Linked DNA regions of Mus musculus: regions 1, 3, 4, 5, 6 and 7 are each linked to region 2. Evidence: chromatin contacts called from public Hi-C and HiChIP or PLAC-seq data. All regions are on one chromosome and are shown on one strand. Each heading gives the region's core, a stretch centred on a gene start, on an enhancer-like site or on the middle of the called end of the contact. The rest is flanking DNA. Distances are from core to core; before and after follow the strand shown.

Evidence for each region. A called contact is a pair of places that touch in the nucleus more often than the background predicts. HiChIP or PLAC-seq counts read pairs in DNA pulled down with a chosen protein or histone mark.
Region 1: an H3K4me3 HiChIP or PLAC-seq map of craniofacial prominence shows a contact between it and region 2, with 3 times the contacts expected there. The contact joins the enhancer-like site here to the promoter of Irx2 in region 2. A contact is called at or near these places in 1 of 39 promoter capture datasets (the 3T3-L1 cell line), 10 of 115 datasets of contacts at active chromatin or transcription factors (bone marrow-derived macrophages, cardiomyocytes, craniofacial prominence and 6 more) and 1 of 9 other capture datasets (embryonic stem cells).
Region 3: an H3K4me3 HiChIP or PLAC-seq map of embryonic hindbrain shows a contact between it and region 2, with 2.5 times the contacts expected there. The contact joins the enhancer-like site here to the promoter of Irx2 in region 2. A contact is called at or near these places in 1 of 39 promoter capture datasets (hippocampal neurons), 1 of 484 Hi-C or Micro-C datasets (cerebellar granule neurons), 4 of 115 datasets of contacts at active chromatin or transcription factors (embryonic hindbrain, embryonic stem cells, neural tube and 1 more) and 1 of 9 other capture datasets (embryonic stem cells).
Region 4: a Hi-C map of embryonic stem cells shows a contact between it and region 2, with 4 times the contacts expected there. The contact joins the enhancer-like site here to the promoter of Irx2 in region 2. A contact is called at or near these places in 1 of 39 promoter capture datasets (cranial neural crest), 11 of 484 Hi-C or Micro-C datasets (differentiating embryonic stem cells and embryonic stem cells), 8 of 115 datasets of contacts at active chromatin or transcription factors (embryonic hindbrain, embryonic midbrain, embryonic stem cells and 2 more) and 1 of 9 other capture datasets (embryonic stem cells).
Region 5: a contact with region 2 is called in an H3K4me3 HiChIP or PLAC-seq map of embryonic hindbrain, with 3 times the contacts expected there. The contact joins the enhancer-like site here to the promoter of Irx2 in region 2. A contact is called at or near these places in 1 of 484 Hi-C or Micro-C datasets (uterus) and 5 of 115 datasets of contacts at active chromatin or transcription factors (the NIH/3T3 cell line, embryonic hindbrain, embryonic midbrain and 2 more).
Region 6: a contact with region 2 is called in an H3K4me3 HiChIP or PLAC-seq map of embryonic forebrain, with 2.1 times the contacts expected there. The contact joins the enhancer-like site here to the promoter of Irx2 in region 2. A contact is called at or near these places in 1 of 484 Hi-C or Micro-C datasets (cortical neurons) and 5 of 115 datasets of contacts at active chromatin or transcription factors (embryonic forebrain, embryonic hindbrain, embryonic midbrain and 2 more).
Region 7: an H3K4me3 HiChIP or PLAC-seq map of neural tube shows a contact between it and region 2, with 4 times the contacts expected there. The contact joins the enhancer-like site here to the promoter of Irx2 in region 2. A contact is called at or near these places in 1 of 39 promoter capture datasets (trophoblast stem cells) and 3 of 115 datasets of contacts at active chromatin or transcription factors (craniofacial prominence, embryonic hindbrain and neural tube).

Annotation. Positions count from the first base shown.
Region 1 is chr13:72,132,952-72,135,651 of GRCm38.p6, reverse strand. No RefSeq gene overlaps it. Among named protein-coding and RNA genes, the nearest start is that of Irx1, 170 kb to the right of the region's middle. Within about 2 kb of position 1,356, at least 11 of the 459 cell types and tissues checked have an H3K27ac peak or open chromatin away from gene starts, as enhancers often do. A contact at or near this core is called in craniofacial prominence and neural tube, where this site is marked.
Region 2 is chr13:72,627,142-72,630,295 of GRCm38.p6, reverse strand. It overlaps Irx2 (Iroquois homeobox 2), which reads right to left and starts at 1,476. Exons shown (of 5, transcript NM_010574.4): 1 at 983-1,476. The coding sequence starts at 1,234. It overlaps Gm20554 (predicted gene, 20554), which reads left to right and starts at 1,732. Exons shown (of 1, transcript NR_030701.1): 1 at 1,732-3,154.
Region 3 is chr13:72,992,347-72,995,365 of GRCm38.p6, reverse strand. No RefSeq gene overlaps it. Among named protein-coding and RNA genes, the nearest start is that of Gm30049, 54 kb to the right of the region's middle. Within about 2 kb of position 1,420, at least 3 of the 459 cell types and tissues checked have an H3K27ac peak or open chromatin away from gene starts, as enhancers often do.
Region 4 is chr13:72,252,008-72,255,152 of GRCm38.p6, reverse strand. No RefSeq gene overlaps it. Among named protein-coding and RNA genes, the nearest start is that of Gm41000, 280 kb to the left of the region's middle. Within about 2 kb of position 1,407, at least 5 of the 459 cell types and tissues checked have an H3K27ac peak or open chromatin away from gene starts, as enhancers often do. A contact at or near this core is called in embryonic stem cells, where this site is marked.
Region 5 is chr13:73,017,730-73,020,746 of GRCm38.p6, reverse strand. No RefSeq gene overlaps it. Among named protein-coding and RNA genes, the nearest start is that of Gm30049, 79 kb to the right of the region's middle. Within about 2 kb of position 1,471, at least 1 of the 459 cell types and tissues checked has an H3K27ac peak or open chromatin away from gene starts, as enhancers often do.
Region 6 is chr13:73,116,143-73,118,880 of GRCm38.p6, reverse strand. No RefSeq gene overlaps it. Among named protein-coding and RNA genes, the nearest start is that of Gm30154, 15 kb to the left of the region's middle. Within about 2 kb of position 1,285, at least 35 of the 459 cell types and tissues checked have an H3K27ac peak or open chromatin away from gene starts, as enhancers often do. A contact at or near this core is called in cortical neurons and embryonic forebrain, where this site is marked.
Region 7 is chr13:73,069,065-73,071,802 of GRCm38.p6, reverse strand. No RefSeq gene overlaps it. Among named protein-coding and RNA genes, the nearest start is that of Gm30154, 63 kb to the left of the region's middle. Within about 2 kb of position 1,387, at least 14 of the 459 cell types and tissues checked have an H3K27ac peak or open chromatin away from gene starts, as enhancers often do. A contact at or near this core is called in neural tube and trophoblast stem cells, where this site is marked.

The DNA of each region.
Region 1 (2,700 bases), core at 107-2,606, 490 kb after region 2:
AGGGTTCATGCCCAGGAGACAGTGCTGAGTACCCATGCCCCTCTCCAAGCAGAAACGTGTGTTAACAGGCACTATTTCTGCAGGGGCAGACTGGAGGTAGCTCCATCAGTGGCTACACACCTCATACCTATCAAGCAAGAGCAAGCATCTTGTGTTTCACTTTAAAAGAATTGACCAGGCAGTCTCTAAATGCATCTGCTGAAGGCTGGGTACCAGGCTAGGACCCTGTGAGGCTGAGAGCTTTGTGTAGCAGAAATGATGCAGGGAAAAGTGATGTGTGGCTGGATGAGCCCTCTCCACGTGTAGTGTGTAACTCAATACTTCATGATCTTCTTGCATGAAAACTCACGAAGAAGAAAAGGAGGAGTATAGGCATTCACTTTGTTCCTCCTGGGCCATGAGCAGAGCCAATGCCCCCACAATGGCAGAAAGTGCATGCAGCTCCAAGTCCCAGACTATTCTGAGCCTGAGACGAGTCCAAAGCCACATTGCCTGCATCTTCTGATGTACACCTTCCAAAGGACCAGGTCCTCTCCATTCCCAGCATCCCATTGTCCACCTGATTGGAGTTAAATGACTGGACTGCCAGGGCTGGGACTCACTGTAATATCACGCAATTGGAAAAAGAATAAGGCATCATGGGGCATAAATGCATGTATTCACACTTGCCACAGGTCTAAGGATATTACCAACTTCAGTTAAGTTATGGACAGGGAGACCCAACTGCAACAACTATTCCAAAAACACCTAGTGTTGAGCCAGTATTGAAGCCAGTACTCAAGCACAGGCCTTGGCTGGAAGCCTTTCATACCTTAGGGCTAGGGGACTAGTACACTGATTTATGGCCAGTGAAAATAGTGGCCAGTGCTCAAGATATATATACAAGGGTGGAGAAGGCATGAGAGTAACGGGGTAGAGAGGGGAGTGAACAAGCCAACCCACAGGCATGTGTCAGGAGTGTGTGGTGGGGAAAAGAGGTGTTGAGTCCCTACTTCGATACTCTCATTCCTCAGCGAGTCCTTCCTCCATGTGTGCAGCGGACCTAGGCTTCATCAGTGGAACCTGTGATCACCATTGCTATTTTCGGCTCTTGGCTTCAGTGGGAGGGTAGCAAGCTAATCAAGGTCAAAGTTATCATGCTGGGGCCAGCATCAGAAGTCATGCTATCTATCTGGAAGAAGAGCTCTCCTTTCCCTGTCTGCTGACAGCTAGCAGAGCCATTTCCTTCCCTGTAGGAGCTTCCAGACTGGTACTTTCCTGTTTGACTTTTAGAGGCAAGGTCAGAGAGATCAAGTTCCCAGTAATGGATACAGGGATCTGTTTTCTCACTGCAGGATCGTGAGCCCTCAGCAGTTTGAAGTGCGGCCTGCTAAGCACTTGTTGTCCTAAGTGGCACAGATGCTGAACAGCCGAACATCATGTAAGGCACAAGGAAGGGTGCAGCCAGATGCCTCCCCCCAGGTCTCCTAGATTGCCTGAAATGTGATCCTGCTGGGCCCTGTGTGATGTGGGTAGAATTCCTCCAGCTCAGAGCAGGGACACAGGATGACCACATGAAACTCTAATTAGAGTACATCTGGGGAGATAAGCACCCCATTTGTAGTGGAGGAAGCGGTTCACAAATCCAAATAAAGGGGGTATGAAAAAATACATCATCTGTCCAAAATAGGAACAGGCGTGGCGAAGTGGGGAGAGAGACATGGTGTCAGAGCTCTTGGTTTGGGTCTCCCCTAATGGACAGCTAGCAACTCTCCTGGAATGCTCAGTACTAGGGGCCCACAAACACTTGACAGCTGAGTGAGAGGAGGGTTCAGGCAGATGGATGCGGACTCTGAATGTGCTTCTGTTGTGGCTAGACTACCAATCAGGACAAAGTGTACGGGGGATGATGTTCAGAAATGGACAAACTGAGAGGGATTCATCCCAAAGATCTCTTTCATTCCTACGAGAATCTGAGCCCTTTGTAAGTAAGAAATAGCATCACTGTACTAAGCCAAAATTGGATATAATTGATTCTATAATTAACAGGCTGCTCAGGGGCTCCCTGAACAACCTATGAAGCATCTATGGAACCGCACTCCCGTCCTTTCCACCTGACTCCTTGGCTTTTCGCTTTCCAAGAGTAATTGCCTGTGCAATTACTGGGAGGGAAGACCCTGTTTAGTGCCTCACACATTTCTTCCCTCGTAGCCCAAACTGAGGGACACTTCTAGTGAATTCAGGAAGCACCCCCAAAGTTGGTCCATGGGACTGGAGTTACAGCCCTGAAAGCACACTGCCGACTCCAGTGTTCTCGGCTTCACCAAGAGCAGTGGCCACAGCCAGCCTGGAAGCATGTTCCATGTCTTGCTTTTCCCATTCTGCTCCTCCTCCTCCAGCCTCCACACACGGGCTGCTATGCTTCATCTGTGACATGTCCCTCCTCTTCCTCCCCTTCAGGCCTCCTTGCTCTCAGATTTTTACCCTTGTTCCTAAACTTCAGCCAAGAAGGACCTCTGCCACCATGGAGCCAGTACCAAAGCATGGAGTGTCTGCCTCCCAACCTTAGAGCCAATGTGTGCAAGTTAGTCATGGGATTTTCTGGGGCTGAGGGTGATGAAGGCTTGCTTGTTGAAGCAAGCTGCCCCTGTTTCCTTATTGCCCTGGCACATGGAATCTGTGGGTTCAGGGAAGGCTCAAGATGGCTACCACAGACTTGCT
Region 2 (3,154 bases), core at 227-2,726:
GTCCCGCACTACAGCAAGTAGTTTCTTTATATCTAAATTTCATCATAGGCTTCCCGCTCTGCTCCCTCCTTCCCTTCCCTCCCTTATGTAGCTTAAAAAATACTTCGGAACCCCACTCCGCTATTCACCCTCTAAAGCAGAGTAAATCCAATTTGCAACTCAGAAGCCAGTCAGCGTTTCCAATTCTTCAACTACGTAGTAATTAGCATTTTAATTCATCCTTTAACGTTTAACTAGGAGAGGTTTGTAACCTTTTCCCAAGGCCTGGTTCCTACCCAGGGAATTCCACCTAGAGCAAACCCCCTCCGCCCATACACAATGTCTTCACACACCCCAAAACTGCCAAGACCCGCTCTGGCGGGGCCTGTTTTCAGAACTCAGAGATGCTCAGACAGATCCCGGATCTACGGAGCTGGAACCCATAGGCCTACTACGAACTCTGGCAGCACTTAGCGGGTCCCAAACCCGTTAACACATTATTTTTTTTTCCCTGAAAGCCGGGTCAGCGAGACAGAAAACGGCCAACACTAAAGAGCTTCGGCCTGGGTCTAGGGCGAGAGCCACAGGCTCAGCCTATCCCCACCCCACCCCCCCCCCACCCGCATCCCCACCCCCCCACCCCGTGACCCCGCCGCCACCAGTCTGGCCAAGAAACCCAAAGCTTGCGGCATTGGCCCTAGAGGCCTGGGCAGCCGGGGCCCTCAGCTTGGAACCACGCGGAGAGCAGTGGACAGATTTCGCAGCCCCAGCAATCGGCACGCGCGGATTAGAGATTACTCTTGGCCCAGGCACGGGTGGAGTAGCACTTCGCACGAGCTCAAGGGAAATCAGCCTACGAGCTCTGCAGGTCAGTCCCGTCCCTTGTTTAGTGCGGCAACGGGTGCTGGTGACTTTGGAGCTGCCACCCGCAACGCGTCCCCAGCGCTCAGCTCAACTCACTCCCTGGTCCGGGTCTCCCCAGCCCCCACCCCAAAGCAGTTACCACGTAGGACGGGAAGCCGGCAGCCGCGGCGGCGGCGGCGTCCGCCGAGTACTGCAGCGGGCTGCCGAAGCCGGTTGCCGCCTGCGCTGTGAAGGCCGCCGAGCCGGGGTACGGGCTGAACGCGGAGCCCGACGCCGAACGCGCCAGCTCCTCGCTGCGCGGCGCCGCCAGCGCGGACGCGCCGTACGCGGGGCACGAGTAGAGCGCCAGCGAGCCGGGCGCTTGGTACAGGTAGCCCTGCGGGTAGGACATGGTGGGCGCGGGGCGCGGGGCCCGCGTCACACGGAGCAGCGGGCAGCGCGCGCGGCGCCCTCCATCCACGCCCGGCCGGGGCGCACCGAGGCCGCGGGCCGGAGCAGGCTGGGCTGGTGGGCGCTAGGCTGGGCGCGGGGCTGGAGGATCGGCGGGGCGGCGGTAGCGGCAGCGCGGAGCCGGTGGGCGCAGCCGCGCGCCAGGCCGGCGGTCGGGATTTGGGGGAGTCTGCAGTCAGGAGTGAGGAGTTGAGGAAGGAGCGCTCGAGTTTCCGAGGGACATTGGAACGCCGAGCTGTCCGTCACACTCTCATCTGCATATTCTGGTGCCCGCCCCTCCCCTGCTCCGCCCGCCGCCGAGGCCCCGCTGAGGCCGGGGGAGGGGCAGAGAGCGGAGGGGTGGGAAGTGGAGGGGAAGGCGGAGGAGTGGCAGCCAGAGGCTGGAGGGAGGGACGTGCAGGCTTTTGTCGCGCAGCGGCCTCTCTCCACTCCCGCCCCGGCCCGCAGCCTGCAGCGGTGAAGCCCAGCCTGGCCAAACTGGGCGTAGCGCTCACCCCCTCCCACTGGCACATCCTCTCAGCCACGTCCGCGCACCCCGCCGCCGACTCCCGCCTTGGCCCAGCCACCTTTCTCCTTCCCGGGGCCCCATCCGGGCACTGCCGGCGCTCTTGCTCGCCTAGCACTGGTCAGCAAAGGCCTCCTGCAGTCGGGCCAGGTCCGATCCACCTGGAGAACATACGGATCGGGCACCCCTCATCACCCTGAAGATAGCAGCCCAGGTCGCATGCGGTGTCCAGGGCAGACACCGCAGGGAGATGGAGGGCAGTGTGGAGACACCTGCAGAGTTGCCTGGGCATCCCACTTCTACAGTCCTCTGTCCGCCTGTACTCCAGGCTGAGGCTGCCCGTGTGGCTTCCCGTCCGGTCTCCTGCTCCTGGTGCCTGGGCTGCCAAGCATCTACCCGGAATCTGAGCGTTTCGGTTTGAAGCTGTGGGAGGCCCCGTGGTGAGGCTTCTGTCCAAGTCCACAGAGAAGATTTCAGGCCGTGTTAGGAACATCATGTCCGTTAACGTCTGGAACACGCCAGTGAGTGACTCGCTTCAACAAACGCCACTCTGGTCCAAAAAGAGTTTTTGTTTTCTTTTGTTAAGTTGAATGCCTGTTCGAAATTGGGGGAGAGGTTCCTGTCAGGAGAGCTGACTTGACTTTGCTAGAGTATCCACTGCCACTTCCCGAAAGGACATGGGCCAGCTTGTGAAGTGTCGCAGTCGTGAGGTGGTTCAGGTAACCTGAGGTCCAGGAGTTGACTCGCGGGTCCCTTGAGCCCTTAGGTCCCAGCCCCTAAACTTTCTCGACCATACCTGCTCCCTTTCCCCAAGTGAGGGGAGTCGATGGCCAGGATGGGCACTAGTACGCTGGATGTAAAGGAGCGTCAATGGGGGGCGCTTGGGATTCGTAGGGGTCAGGTGTGAGCTGGCCCGGGAGGGGGCGCCCGCCCAACAGGTGTCTCCTTGAAGCTTGCTAGGTAGAGCACGAGGACTCTGAAACCTGGCGCGCGGGCCTGAGCTTCCATTTTATTCTCGGTGGGCTCTGAAGCTAGTAGAGGGCGGCAGAGTTCTCCTGCCTGTGAGCGCCTGGCTTCTGCTTAGGCCTGGATCGTGGCGCTCCAGCTCCTGCAGCAGCCAGATCCGTGACACCGAATGAATGCTGTAGTCAGCCAGGCTGCTTTTTGTCTTGTCCAGGTCCCAGGGAACCAGGGATCAATTGTAGTGATGGACTGGAGACAATTTTTCCCGGGCAGGCAGGCAAGCAAATTTATCACTTTTGGTAGGAACTTTCCAGGCACTCTACTCAAACACTGCCACCACCATACACCCTCCCCTTATTGCCCCCCCCCCCGCCACCCCCCAGAACTTCTGAA
Region 3 (3,019 bases), core at 171-2,670, 370 kb before region 2:
ACAAGAAAAGAAATTAAAGTAGGCTCTACATAGATTATATCAAATCTAGATCAGGAGTTTTAGCCTGAGGAGTTTTAACAGGAGCCAGGAAAGTGGGATCTTGTGACAGGAAAGGGGCTGGTGGAGGGGGAGTGTATGAGGCTTCTGGAGTTGAGATGAGTTGGACTTCCTGCAATCCACTTAGGGAAGCCTCGGCAGTTAGCGCTCAACAGAACTTTGAGGCCAGTCTCTGTTTTCAGAGAAGGATGGTCTGAGGCACACTGACCACAAATGGCTGAGCCTTCTGTGTGCTCAGGCAAATGTCTGTTCTCACAGTTGGGAAGCATCTGTAGCCCCTCCTCTAATCTGTAGCCCCTCCTCTAATCTGTAGCCCCTCCTCTAATCTGTAGCCCCTCCTCTAATCATCTCTTCTGAAGTGCATGGCCTCCCTCATCTCAAACACAGCCCTCAAGAAGAGCATCTCTGCTCACAGCATCTTTCTTCTCCAGTTGATGCTGGGTAGATGTATCCAATTTACAGGTGAAGAGAGTACTCTGAGAGATGATGAGTGTGTCTGAATGTAAGAAGTCAGGGTATAAACTGGGGTTTGATGCCAGAGCTATGCCTTCTCTATTCTGAGAAGCCACAAGGAGGAACCAACACCCACCCACAGGCTGTTTTAGTGTGTTTCAAAGAGGCCCTGGATATGCTACCAGAATCCACACAGGAGTACTTAAAATTTGATAGAAAACAAACTAAAAACTAATTCTTCCCAGGAGGAACACAACTGTGATTCCTGTTCACATTTGTTTTAATGGACTGAGAAGGTGGCAGTGTAATCAATGGAGAGGGAAACAGAATCAGTCTCCCAGGATGAAAGGACCTGGGAGTCCCTGCCCCCTGCCCCATGGCCTTGATGTAAGGAGAGAGAGCTTGGTTGGGGGACAGATAACAGGGAAGCCAGTCATCTCTGGGTGACTCTGTCATTTTCAAAGCTGCCCCTGGAGAGAGAGAACTGGCTGGGTCTGAGGGTCCCATGTCTCTTAGATTCCACCCAACCCTGGGAATGTCGGAAGGGTTGAGGGATGACTGTTCAGGCACGTAACAAGAGGCTGCCCATGAAAGCACACTCAGTTCTGATCTCCCCTCTGCACTGAGGACAGTCCCCACTGGCTAGTGCTGACTTGCACAGTTCTACATTCCACAGAAGCACCTCTGAGGTAAGGACAATCTCCCGGTGTGTGTCTGCAGACCTCTGGTCCTCATGTGTGGATGCGATAGAGCCCTGTTAAACACAGGATCCAAGATGCTGCTAACTTACAACATGGAATTAACTTCAAATTCATTCAGTCTCCCAGCTTGTGTGGCTTACTCCAGGGCATACAGCCATTCAAGCTGATCATATTCCTGAAGGACCCCCTGATGCCAGGAATCTTGGGTCTCAGGAGAGCAGAGAATCAAGGCTGTGTGGAAGAGACATGAAGCCCACACCCCTCAGAGGCTCTATAGGGAATCTATATTTTGTCTGCTTTCTTCTTGAACCTATTTGCATTTTAAATAATTAAAACATTAAAACTGAAAAATTTATAAATGAGTGTTGCTAAGAGAATCCTGCCTGGCAGACAATAGAAAAGGAATTTTTACCCCACTAGGGTTATGCTAATGTCTTATTTGTCAGTCTCCCTGAGGGGTATCTGCTGGCACAGCTGCCCCTGCAGTTTCTGGGTGCACAAGTGGGTTCACGAAGAAGCACGCAACCCGGTGGACATAGCTGCTTTCCACAATCATTCTCCACACAGACACAAAGACACAGCCACCTGCATGACTGTCAGGCTTGAACCTCTCTCAACTGGTGATGGTTTGGGGACCTATTCTGGGGTGTGTGTGACCACATTATAGGGCTCACACCAACAAAATCCTGTTCTTAGGATCTTCCAGGTTCCTCATTCCCCTCCCACCAGCACACATTTTAAAGTTCAGTTGTGTGTATGTGTGTGTGTGTGTGGGGGGGGGGGGTGACAGGCGCTTGGTCCAGCGTGGTGGCTCTGCCTGGTTGTAACAAGCGTCGGGACATTAGGAGCCACAAAAGCCGGGTTGGCCGGATCATCAATCACCAGGCTGACAGTTGCCTTCAGTTTGTTTGTTCCACTCTGCATAATAAGTGATTGGATCAGGTTTAATTAGATATTGGGTGATCAATCATTGCCAACAAGGCCACTCAGCTTGGGATCTTGATGCTGCAAGGAGAAAGGAAAGAAAAAAAAAGAACTGAAAATCTCATCTCGTGTGCATAAATACTCAGGCCCATGAGCACACACCGTGGTGTGTGACGAGAGAGGTATAGAGATGTCTGCAAGACGCAGGGAAGAGAATAATTCACATCTGTGCCACTGCTTGCCAGACAGTACCGCTGACATTTTACTTTCGCTGCATAATTACTTTTCAATATAATATAATATGCAGACCTGAGGGTGGAGGAGAAGCAATTAGATTACATAGTGAGCCTTCTTCCTGTCCCCAGAACTGACCAGAAACTGACCTTCAGAGAAGAATCACACATGTTGAGGCTCAGACCATGCATGGGGTCACAGGTTTGGGGCCCACTATCTGCAGCAGAGACCTCTGCAGACCCCAGCATACGTCTTGGCTATCTACTGAGGCTTTCAGGTAGTAGTGGCGTCCAGCTTCCGTGTACCTAAGCAGCTTAGTAGAGCTACAGAATTAATTGACCTCCGTGGAGAGGGTTATTTGTTTATTTATTTATTTAGAGTCTCAATTTAACCTCGTGGGCAGAAGTAACAGGGAACATCATCACATTCATTATGGAGAGGTCAAGTGTCATGTCACTGCTTGTCTGCATCTTGCTACACACAAAGGCACCAGGTCCAAGATGGGTTAGCGGACTCTGTGTGTTCATTAAAGGTCAACAGGCACACTTCTGCGGTCCTCCTTCACTGTGCTGTTGTATTTCCAAGACCTTGCTTGTGCTGTGAAAGAGAAGCATGCCTTCTTTCTCTGTTCACGGATTCTATGCTCAAGA
Region 4 (3,145 bases), core at 158-2,657, 380 kb after region 2:
TATTATTAAAAATACCGTGTATTTGCTATTGATACAGAGACAGACAGATTGATCAATGAAATTGAATTAAAGATCCAGAAATAAACACACTAAACACACATACCTACATACACTTCATTTTGACAAAGAAGCCAAAACCATATAATGGAAAAATGATGCTGGTCTAACTGATTGAATGTCTACATGTAGAAGAATGCAAATAGATCCATATTTATTACCCTGCACAAAACTCAAGTCTAAGGGAATAACGAACCTCAACAAAAAACCCCAAATATACTAAATTTAATAGAAGAGAGAGTGAAAAATAGCCTTGAACACATTGGCAAAAGAAACAATTGATCCTTCGCACTCAACATAGTTACTGTGGCCCTTGTGTATCATGAATGCCCCCTCCTCACTCTTATGTCTGATAAAACTCTTAGGTAAGTGCAAATAGCTCCCAGATTTTCAGAAGTATAGGGCAGGCAAATGAACTGTTAGGTCAGGCTGGAAGTTCTGTCTAGGGCTGAGGAGAGGGCCACAGTTTTTGTTCTAGAATCTGGCCTCTCTGCTGCTATTCCCTTGTTTTTGCGATGAAAAGGCTGATTTTCTTCTTGAACTCATCTTCCTCCTACAACTGTCCCATTCTTATAGAAAGAGTTGTCACCACATTGTGTTTCCATGATACTGAATTTGGAAGAGTCCTGTTTTGGAGACCACAAGGTTTTGGGGTTCCTAATATACTTAGTCTATGCCTAGCAGATCCAGACCTTGACCTGATGGGACTTTTAATCAAGGCTTCAGGGAAGTTTCCAGTCACTGCAACACAGAACATGCTCCCTTCACAGAAATTACTGACTTTTGATAACTTTGAATCACTATTAAGGTTTCACATACTCCATCATTACCAGCACTATTGGATACATATTTATCCCAAACTCCTGGTGCCAAGATAGCAAAGGAAATGATTTATAATCCAGCCATGGAGTATAACTCTGTTGGCACATTGCTCAGAGCATCAGGTTTCCATAGAACCAGAAGTTCTGAAGTGCCATTGGAGTGTCCACTGAGCTCATCCTCAGAACAAAATCTCTTAAGAGTTATCCTTTCATGCTTCTACATGAGTAAGTAGCTAGTTTCATGCATGTTTGCCATTATTTCAACAACAGAGCCTATAGACCAACCCTACATATTTGGGAAATACATTCTTGATGTTACAGACTAGCTCCAGGCTTTTCAGTTAGTTGTTTTGAAAGAGTAGTAAACTCAGTGCTCCAAGGTATGCTAATCATAAAACAGATAGCGACATTCCTCCACCCACCCGCTTCCTGGGTTCAAGGAGTGTTCATTCAAAGAAAGTCACCCTGACCCACCCTGACCATTGCTGGAACCTGCAATGCAAATGTGCTATCGTTAGGGGCTCTTAGAAACTGTCTTGAGAGTTAACAATTACCAGGTGTTGTGTCCGGCCAGCAGACCACAACTTGGGTTCTAGCCTGGAAAGGCATTTTGGAAACCTGGAAGAAAAGAGGGGCTAGGTGGCGAGAGAAAGAAATGTAGCCAAGACAGTTATTTTGATCAAAGCTCAAATTTTATTGTTGCGACACTAGTTATGAAGGAAGGGGGAGGGGACCCGATTCCCGCCGAATAATCTCTGGTCCAGTAAAAAGGTGAGCACGTGTGTGGCTCCAAACAACAAAGCGACAGGTTCCAGCAGTGGGCGTGGCAGAACGAATGAGCAGGAAGCTCCACCCCTGAGCAAGCAGGTTTCAGGCTGGGGGAGGGGAGACTACAACAGACCTCAGAATCTCAGCACGGGCAGCAGTGACTTCTGTACATAGACATCCAGTGGTGCAAGGAATAGAGGAGACAGAGAGAATTTTTTGCACCTTATCCCGAACTTGCTCGGGGTAAACGTTTAGAACCCTTTGGCATAATTGCTTTTCCTGGACATAGAATGATTTTCAGAGCCAGAAGCAGATGCATAATTTGAGACACCACAGCAGAATTCAAAGGCCAGAGCCCCCTTTAAGGATTCTGGGAGTATTTTAAGATGGTAACTGGATGTGGTGGCTCTGGTCTATGATTTCAGTACTTGAGAGGCTGAGGGTAACTTGGATTGCATATTGAGCTTGAAATTGGCCTGTGTTACAGAGTAAGATATTAGCTCAAGAGAAAACACAAAGAAAATCCATCAAACAATAATCTTAGATGGAGCCCTGTTGATGAAAAAATGACATAGACTACAGGAGAGCTAATTGGTGTGACTTAGACCTTGGTTTCCTTTTAACATCAAGCCTGTCTGGGTGACTTGGAGATGCCCCATTCCCAAGTGTAGCCCATGATCCCGGCTTCCAAATCTTGCTGTCTGAGGTCTCCCATTCATTCATGGTGTCCCTGATGAGACATCATTGACTTAGTAGGAGGACACTAACTGAGGGGTCATGGCAGAAGCCTAAATGCAACCATGTAGGTTTGTTCATCTATAGTAAGACATATGCTCCACATGTATTTTAGCCTTTCAGGTATTTGTAAGAACAACACCACACAGCTTGTAAGCTGGTAAGCTGACATCATAGAGTCCACCAATGCTGATAATGTGTCAAGCAACCATGGGACTGTCAAAAGCAAAATAAAGAATGAAAAAGAAGAATTTATTAGAACTATTGGTCTGTACACTAATTTTAAGTGTTTCACAGTCAAAGTCACAACATCAGGTCCATTGCTGTGATAGAAGTTGAAGGTAGTACCCTCTAAGAGAGCTCCTGATAGCTACAGAGAGATCTCTTTATGATACATTCAGAATTTCACAGCCCCATTTCCTTAATAGTTTAAAAAGTAATTACAAAATAGAAAGTAAGTTACTTTGTTGAGATATTGTAGAATTGTTTTTAGTATGAATACATGATAAACAATATCAAAATTTTCATAGAAAAAAAGAATAATATGATTACTGAGACACAGCTGCCAGTAACATTTTATTGTGTATATGTGCCTTTGTGTGTGTGTGCTGTACAGTATGTGTGTGTGTGTGTGTGTGTGTGTGTGTGTGTGTGCGCGCGCTCACTTTGAGATGAAGTCTTGCTGTGTCCCCTATTCTGGTCTTGAAGTCGTGGTCTCACAAACATGATTCTCTTACCTTATCATTTTGAAGAGTGTTGATGAA
Region 5 (3,017 bases), core at 222-2,721, 390 kb before region 2:
TTTAATCTCAATTTCACATGCTTTTCTTCCATGGTGTTTTAGGCTCCACAGAGGAAGTCACGTGACCTCTCTCAGGACGACTGTGAATGGGCACAGTCAGAAGTCCAAGTGATGTGGGTTAGCACCGTGTCTTAGAAAAGCCGGTGCCTTTGATCATAAGTGACTCAGCTGGGCTGTGGTGGGATGATTTATCCCTTTGGCAGAGAGAAGAACATAATAAGATTTATCTGGTCATTGGCATAATGTATTTTAGCATTGCTGGAATTGTAGGAATGTGTGTGTGTGTGTGTGTGTGTGTGGTTTGAGCACCATAATGAATTGTCATTTTAGAATCAATCCAGGGGATGGAGCAGGGACTGAGCTGTAGCTGTTCTTAGCTTCTGGCAGCTCTTGGAGCACCCACCAGTCCAATCTTACTCCCAGATTTGGCTCCTTGTGTTTTATGAGTGGAGTTTAGAATTGCAAAGTAGCAAACCCAGGCAGCCTTTCTGCACTCCTGGCCCATTGTCCTTCCTACAGAAGCTGCTGTGAAATTGACCAAGGTGACCTTGGATTCTGTTTCCTACCCCTCACCCTACTTGTTGAGGGAAAGAACTAGGGGAAAGTACTAGGAGAAACATGCATTCTCAGACATGGCCTCTGATGAGAGAGGCTTGGCTGGGTTCTGGGAAGCACAGATGAACAAGTGGAAAGTTGTGTTGTTCCAGGGGTGCCTTCTGGACTCTGGGATCTGAGGGCAGATGGCTAAGACTCAGCACTCCACAGCACTTAGGGCTTCAGTGAACTCTGTAGTCACCTATCTCCTAGGTCCTGCTTCTCCTGAAGTGGGGCATGTATGCCAGAATGTCTTATTCTTCTTGACACTCATAAATGCTGTTGATTTACATATCTGTACCTGAACACCTAAAAAGCTGGGTAGACATGAGAGTCTATGCTTGTTAAGATGCTAAAGGAAGAGTCCATTCCAGCACCTCCTGTGATGGTCAGCTGAGGGCATATGCATAGGAAAGCCCAGGCCTCACCTACCACTCTCTACATGTCCTCACTCTAAGGGTTACCCATAGAGCACCCACACTTTGACTTCACTCTTAGTCTCTGCCTCAGGACCTCATAGCCTCTCTCTGTGCAAGGTGAACTTTTTTAGTGGATGCATGGCCTGTCGATCCACATCATGTCAGATGCCTATGAGTTTGAAGATGTCCATTCTCTAGATCCTTTTGCTCTTCTCCTCACCTGTGCGTTGGATGCGTCTTAATGTGACTGTTAATTCACGCGGCTGGATGTGAGGCTGCTCCAAGTTCCAGCAAGGGAGGCCTCTGGCAAGGAGACCATGACAGTTTCTGTCCCATGTGCTCAGCCTTGCTCTGGCGGGACCGTTGAACCTCAGGAAGGGTCCTGTTAGACAAAGTGTGGAGTGACTCGCAGTCAGTGCTGCTGACAAGCTTCGCTCTGCCCGGTCTTTGGTGAACAGAACACTGGGCTTCTCCTTTGTCTGACTGTTTGCCTTTCAGCTGTTCTTATTGTTTTGCTTGTCTGTGTGGAGACTGCAGTTACGGAAGAGCAAAGTCTGAACAAAGCCTCATGCTCTAAAATGTTTTAATGCATCTGAGCCTCGTAACACTCCTGGGTCAGCAGCATGGTACACAGTGCTGCTGGATGTTACCCCCTGGTCCCAGGGTGGACTGGGGATAAGAAAGAGTATGGTGACAGCATGTCCTAGCTGACTTGTCATTCCAATGTCTGTGCTATGTTAAGTCAGTCTCAGTTTTTATTTTCCCTCTATTTACCCATTTTGTATTATGTGATACCACTAATTATGCAGTGGAGACTGAATTCTTCTTTGTGCCATAGTGAGTGCCAGTCACTTTTGTTTTCCTTAGTAGGCATTTAACTTGACTGAGTTCAGCTCAGTCCACTTGCTTCTGATAGTTCCCACCCTTCCTTTCCTCCTCCCCACCTCCTCTCTCCCCTCTTTCCTCCACCCCAACTTTTCCTTTCATGCTTTCTTTTGTATGTAAATACGAGGTAGTTCTCCTGTCATGCTTTCTGTTACATGTTAAGTATTAGGTAGTTCTCAAAGTCCAAAGGATCAAAGAACTGGTGTCCATATAGAATGCTAACAGAAAATCTAGTCGATGATTCTGTTGGGAGTCTTAGGTCATTGGACGCATGCTCTTGATGTGCAATGTGGAACTCAAGTCCCATTTCTTTCCTACAGTCCCAGTCACTAGGTGAGTGGGTCTCCTCTGCTGCATGCCCTCTGTAACCACGCCATGATTTGGCAGCCACCTGATCACAAAATCCAAAACCTACAGGCCGGAATGAACCTTTCCCCTTTTAAACTTGATTGCCTCAGGTAATTTTTAAAAATATAGTCATAGGTATGGAACTAATGTCCTTGCCCAGAGCTTAAAGAATCACTATTGAGGTATATACGGACTGTACCTGGGCTTGTACTGGCTAGTGTTTGTCAATTTGACACAGGCTACGCTTATCAGAATGCATGAAACCTCAGCTGAGAAAATGCCTCCATAAAATTGGACTATACATGAGCCTGAAGGGCATTTTCTTAATTGATGATTGATGAGGGAGGACCCAGCTCTTTGTGGATGCCTTTCCTGGACTGGGTTCTATAAGAAAGCAGGCTGAGAAAGCCACGAGGAGCAAGCCACTAAGCAGCACCCTTCCATGGCTTCAGCTCCGGCCATCAGTTCCTGCCCTGCCTGAGTTCCTGCTCTGACTTCTTTCAGTGATGAACAGCAATGTGGAGCTGTAAGCTGAATAAACCCCAATTCATTTTTGGTTACAGTGTTTCATCACAGCAGTAGTAACCCTGAGGAAGACAGTGGCTGTTGTGTAATGTCTTTTTCTGTCATGGAATGATACAGTGTGTCTAGAGGTAAAGTGTGTTTCTGATCACAATTAAGCCGGTTTTAAAACTTGAATCCGTCAATGTTTACTGAGCTCTGTGAAGCTGTGTGGGTTTTGACACATGCATAATGATTTTCATTCACCAT
Region 6 (2,738 bases), core at 36-2,535, 490 kb before region 2:
CTGCCATGTGTTGATGCTTACTGGAGCCTATCTGGAGGCCACTCAGTGTTCAGGGTGTGGATGATTCTAGATGTTCCTCGGGTAACACCTCCAAACCTGCACATGGAGTCTCCCCTTGCTGAGGAGCTTTGCCTTTGTGAATCATAAAGAACCAAACTTGACAGAGGCTTTTGTAATGGAGGGAGCTGTCACCTGTTAACCAGGGAGGGTCATCCACTCATTCCCGGAGACTGGATTCTGGGAGACAGGTGGAGCTGGGATGCTTCTATATCCTTGTTGAGAAGGGACTTGTCAGAGAAGACCAGCAACTCCCTCCTTGGTCTACTGGGTGAGTGACGCCCTCATGACAGCAGAATGGAAACCACGAAGTGCTGTGTGTGTGTGTGTGTGTGTGTGTGTGCGCGCGCGCACAAAAGGTGGGAGGAGGGAGTAGCAGGGACAGATGGGGAGCAGGAGGGGGAGGTTTGGACCTGTCAGCTACAGCCACAGGCTTTTGCTCCTGGGCTCCCAATAAAAAGCTTCCACCCCTGGAGACCTGGTGTATCCTTCACCACCCTGGAACTCTTATTCCTGCCACATTGTTCTTGCTTATCCTGGTGGTCCAGGCTGCCTCCATGGCTGAATTTATTTCTGGGCTTTTGAAGCTAGTCCTGGGCCAGTGGCCTTGAGAGCTGGGACTGCCACACTGGACTACAGTGTTTCTTCTACTCTGTCTGACTGACTGTCCGTCTGTGCTTCTTCCTTCACCAGCCCTGGAGCTCTGACAGGATTGAGAATTGCTGTACAAGGAGGGATCTGTTTTCTTATTCACTTGCTTATTTATGTGTTTTATATATTAAATAAAAACCTTAAAAATAAAATGTCAGGAGCAATGAGGGCTAACCAATGGCAAGGACAGGCAGCCTGTCCCCTTCTGGGTGGTGGCCGGCTGGGCATCGATCCTCAGCCTCATAATGTAGTCTAATAACGGCTCTATTACTGCCGCCCGCCAATTGGCCCAGGCGCCCTCCAAATGAGCCACAAAGAAGCCAGCTTGTCAATATTAATTCCGCCCCGGAGATGACTTGTTACCGGAGAGCAAAGGTGTTCTGGCTGGGGCTGAACAACTTAACTCCTTGTCTCATAAAATTTAAGCTGCTATTGATCGCCTTCTTCTATTGTGTGAAAGATTAAACATGCGTGCTTGCATGCACACACAGGCACAAGCGCACACACACACTGGCACACTCGGGAGGCGGCGCCCACACAGGCGCCCGCCTAGATCAGGCAGGCTCAGCCCTGTCTCCCCACCTACCCTGCATCATTCAGCAACTCGAAGCAAATTAAATCAATGAATTCATCCCAGCAGATGGCCACTTTAACACTCAGTTAGCCTTTAGATAATTGAGCGTTGACTCCGGAATCATAAAATGGATGGCTCGTTTGTACGTTTTACTGAAATAGATCGCCGAGGTTAAATAAATGAAATCCCATTTGTCAGGCAGTAATAAATGGGTTCCCCTTCTGCAAACAGCTCTGTTTGGCCTAATAAATACAGGGACGTTACAGCGCTCCTCCCGCGATGGGGTTACGGCTTAATGAAATGGTCTTCCCTCTGCTTGTTTTTGCCTCCTCCTGCACCGTGTGATAAGTAGCAAACCAACGAAGCTTGTAATTACAATCTTACAGAAACCCGGCCAATCTGTATATAAATCTCACCCTCCAATTACAAGATGTAATAATTTTGCAGTCAAGCTGGTAATGAGGTCTAATACTCATGCCTGCGATAATCCCCGCTGGATGCTGACTCTATCAGATGTTAGCTTTGTAATTATACTGGCAGAAAATCATTATTTCATGTTCAGCAGAAAAATGAGGTTGGTGGGAAGTTAATTTTCTCTATGCTCTGTGAAGCATAGACAAAATTTTAATGATTTAATCATTATGGTTATCCCTTTTGCAATTGACCCGCGTTACTTGTGTAGAAACACTGGCATGCTTAAAAGTCCCTGTTACCCAGTAAAGCTCGCCAGGTATGCAGCTTTTAATGTAAGAATAACTGTACACAATTAAACTATTACCCTGCCAACAGGCAGGGCTCATTCCACCTTCGGTTTTCATTACTTATGTGTGCCATTCATGGAAATGTTTGTGTCTTGCCCACACAATGACATATGGCTAATTTATATGAAAAAATGAATTGTGCTTTTCTGATGAGGTCAGCCCTAACAAAACAGCATCACCAAAAAACAACCCAAACAGATGAAACCTGAGGGTGGGTTTAGAAAGGCAGCTACTGTGTCTCTGGTAAGAAATAAGAACAAAAAAAAATGGAAGAAGTGGCATCAGCAACCTACTGTGGGGACAAAAATTGACTTCTCAAATAGGAGACTAATATTTTTGACAGCATTGGTGGGTTATTTACAAGCAATGTACTTTTAAATACAGTTAAGTCATCTGCTAAGCATGATTTTCTCTTCATATGTTTTGGTGACTCTTTAGGGGATACCTCCAGACAAGCACACTGCACAAAAAGCGACACAGTCCTTACCCTCATGCATTGTCTTTGTGAGGCGGTGTCTCATAGCAGGCTCCGGACAGAGTGTGCCACTTTCAGGCCTGGGTTCTGTGGTCAAGCTAGCTTTGTTTTGAAAGTTCAAAGCATGTTAGAAGAGTGTCTCTGGTCAGTGAGTGTTGCTAAGTTAGCCTCTGCTGTGTTCTGCAGCCTTGCCCCTAGGGCTGGACTGATTGATCTGGGT
Region 7 (2,738 bases), core at 138-2,637, 440 kb before region 2:
AAGATGAATATGAAGGTGAGCACCTGGAATTACCCAAGTGCATTTTTTTTTCTAGCTGAAGGAGTGTATAGGTGGGGAGGCAGGCACAGAGCATGTGCCCTTCGCCGTGGGGCTATGCAGAGGCACTTCCTTTGAGACAGGCATACATAGACAGCGGAGCTGCTTTGGATTTGTGTTTTTCTTTACAGGTGTGCTGCAGGGTTTCCCTTTGTTTGGTTCAGGTAACAGTGAACATACACTTATGGGTCACAGAGTCAGTTTCTGAATGGGGGTGGGGGTGGTGGTGCGGGAATCATTTGTGACATCAGCTTCTGCCCAGACCCTGAGCCCCCTTTCACCCTGGCTAGCAGACTTGCCGATTGGAGCATTCCTAAGGTAGTGGCTTGAGACAGCCACATAGAATTGATGGGAAAGCCAGCTGGATTGGGTAGGACTCTGGAGGACTGCTCCCCGGCCAGCTTTCCTCAGACCCCTTCACCTGCTCCTTACAATCATGCTTCCATCAGTTTCTGCATCTGAAGAGCCCACAGGATCCTTCCTACCCTGCTCCCCCTCACACCTACCTTTCTGTGGTGTCGCCCCTATATGTTACCATGCCACTCTCTAGGCTTCTCATTGACACACCGACAGGAAATTATTACACGTCATTACATCGCTTCAAACACAATTTCCCAGCCGTTCAAACCGCTCTCAGCCAGAGTGCGGGAAATGGGAGCTGTCAGCTCCACTTAAGTACCCCTCTCACACTTTCTTCTGGACAATGGACAATTTAAGATTTCTCCTTCCAGGGGAAAATGTTGGAAATATGTAAAACTAGTTTAGCGGGTAATGCCAAGTGGGAAGGAAAATATCCCCTTCTAGCTTCCTTGCCATTGCTTGCTAGGTTTAACTGCTTTAACAATCTGTGCCCCAGGCCTCTCTCCACACATGCGTTCCGGGAAAATATGTGTTGAAGAGTCTAGGAGGGCTTTCCAGTTCTGGAAGGCACTGGCCATCCTCGGTGGTCTGTCCTGCCCAGACGAAGCAAATAAGTGGATGCCAAGCCTCCAGACCCGTCAGCCTTATTTCTCATCACTCACCAGCAGCAGCCTCCATTTTTCCCCCTAGCTGCCACTGTGCCTGTGTGACTCTATCATATAGCCATTTGTCTTGGGGTCTTGTCTGAAATAATTTGAACTGCCAAATCCCGAAATGAATAGGTTTTGTTAACACAAAAGGCTAAGGAACTGGTTGGAAATTTTAAAGAGCTCTCTGGCCCTAGTCTTAAGCGATCATATTGTTTGGCTCCCAGGCTTTCTTCTGTCACCGCGCTTCTGCCTCAGTGGGTGCAGGATGATGGATGGCCAGGCTGCTGGAGGCGGAGAGAAAGAGCGCTGGCTGGGTCTGGGAATTCGCTAAGTACTCTTGGGCGCTTCAACCTCATCATTGCGCACGGTGAGCCGGCCTCTGTGATTTATAAACTGGGGCGGTGATTAATGATCTTTTAAGTGGACAAGCCAGGGCAAAGCCTCACAAACAGGGCCACTCAGACATGACTACCACTTGTAGCTGAAGAATAACAGCCTTTGCTAGTGGATAATTGAGGCAGATCCGAGGAGCCCCCATCCATCAGTTCCAGAATCCTACTTTTGACACTGGTCTCTTGGCCGGGGCTTGTGGGCAGTGTCCTGAGCAAGCAGAGAGAAAGAGCATGTATGGGGAGGCAGTACTGTTATTGCTAAACCAGGGCCACTTGGGAGGCATGTTCAGAGCAGAGCACTTCGAGGGCCTCTGTCCTGCCTCTGCTAGAATTCCCATCAATGGGCACACCAGGCTGGGCAATGTGCCAGGACTTGCTTTTGCTTTTTCAACTCCTGGGCTACTTTGAGAACTCTTGTGTATAGGGATCCCTCTTGACTCCTGGGTGGCAAATGCAGGCACCCACACACAGGACTGGACTCAAGCCCCTCTATGTCTGGACAAGCCTCTTCCAGGCCCTCTCCCCAGATGTCTCCTCTTCAAGACACCTCTCAGGGGACTACAGCTACAGTGACGGGCAGCTCTGGAGATTCGCTCTGCCCAGTGGTTACAGCTTTGTCAAGTTAATCATTATAATTGGAGCTGGTGTTGCTGCAGCATTATAAATAAATGCAGGCACTGCAGCTCTGCGGGTGCAGGTGAGTGGGGAGCAATCAATATCGGGAAACCAACTTCTGCCAAGAAAAGAGTTCTCTGGTCTCCCCAGAGGGAGATTCCAAAACCATCCCAATCTATCCTGAGCCCCAGGGAGAAGGCACAGTGCTTCTGAGAAGGCAGGGGGTGGGAGTGCGGACAGGAGACCTCTCAGGTGGGTTTTCTGTATATCAGTTAAGAGTGCTTGCAAGAGGAGGAAAGCTTGTGTGATATTGTTGCCTCTTCAGAGGAAGCACAGCAAGTTACTTTTGTAGAAAGTGAGCCGGTGATACCCCTTTTGTAGAAAGTGAGCCGGTGCTACCCCTTTTGCAGAAGGCATGAATGAGAGTAGTGAGCTTCCTCAAAGTTTGTATTGCCTGGGGCTGGGAATATGGGTCAAAGCAGGGAACCCGGCAGGACAGAATCAGACTTGAGCAAGACCACAAGCCAGTGTTCCTTTCCCATTCTACCCAAGTAAACTTGCAGTTTTGCCATTTCCCCCCCACCCCCAATGGCATATATTCCTCGTTCCTCTTAATGTGTTTCTGGAGGGCATTTTCCTATTAGGTACTTTTGACCAGTTCACA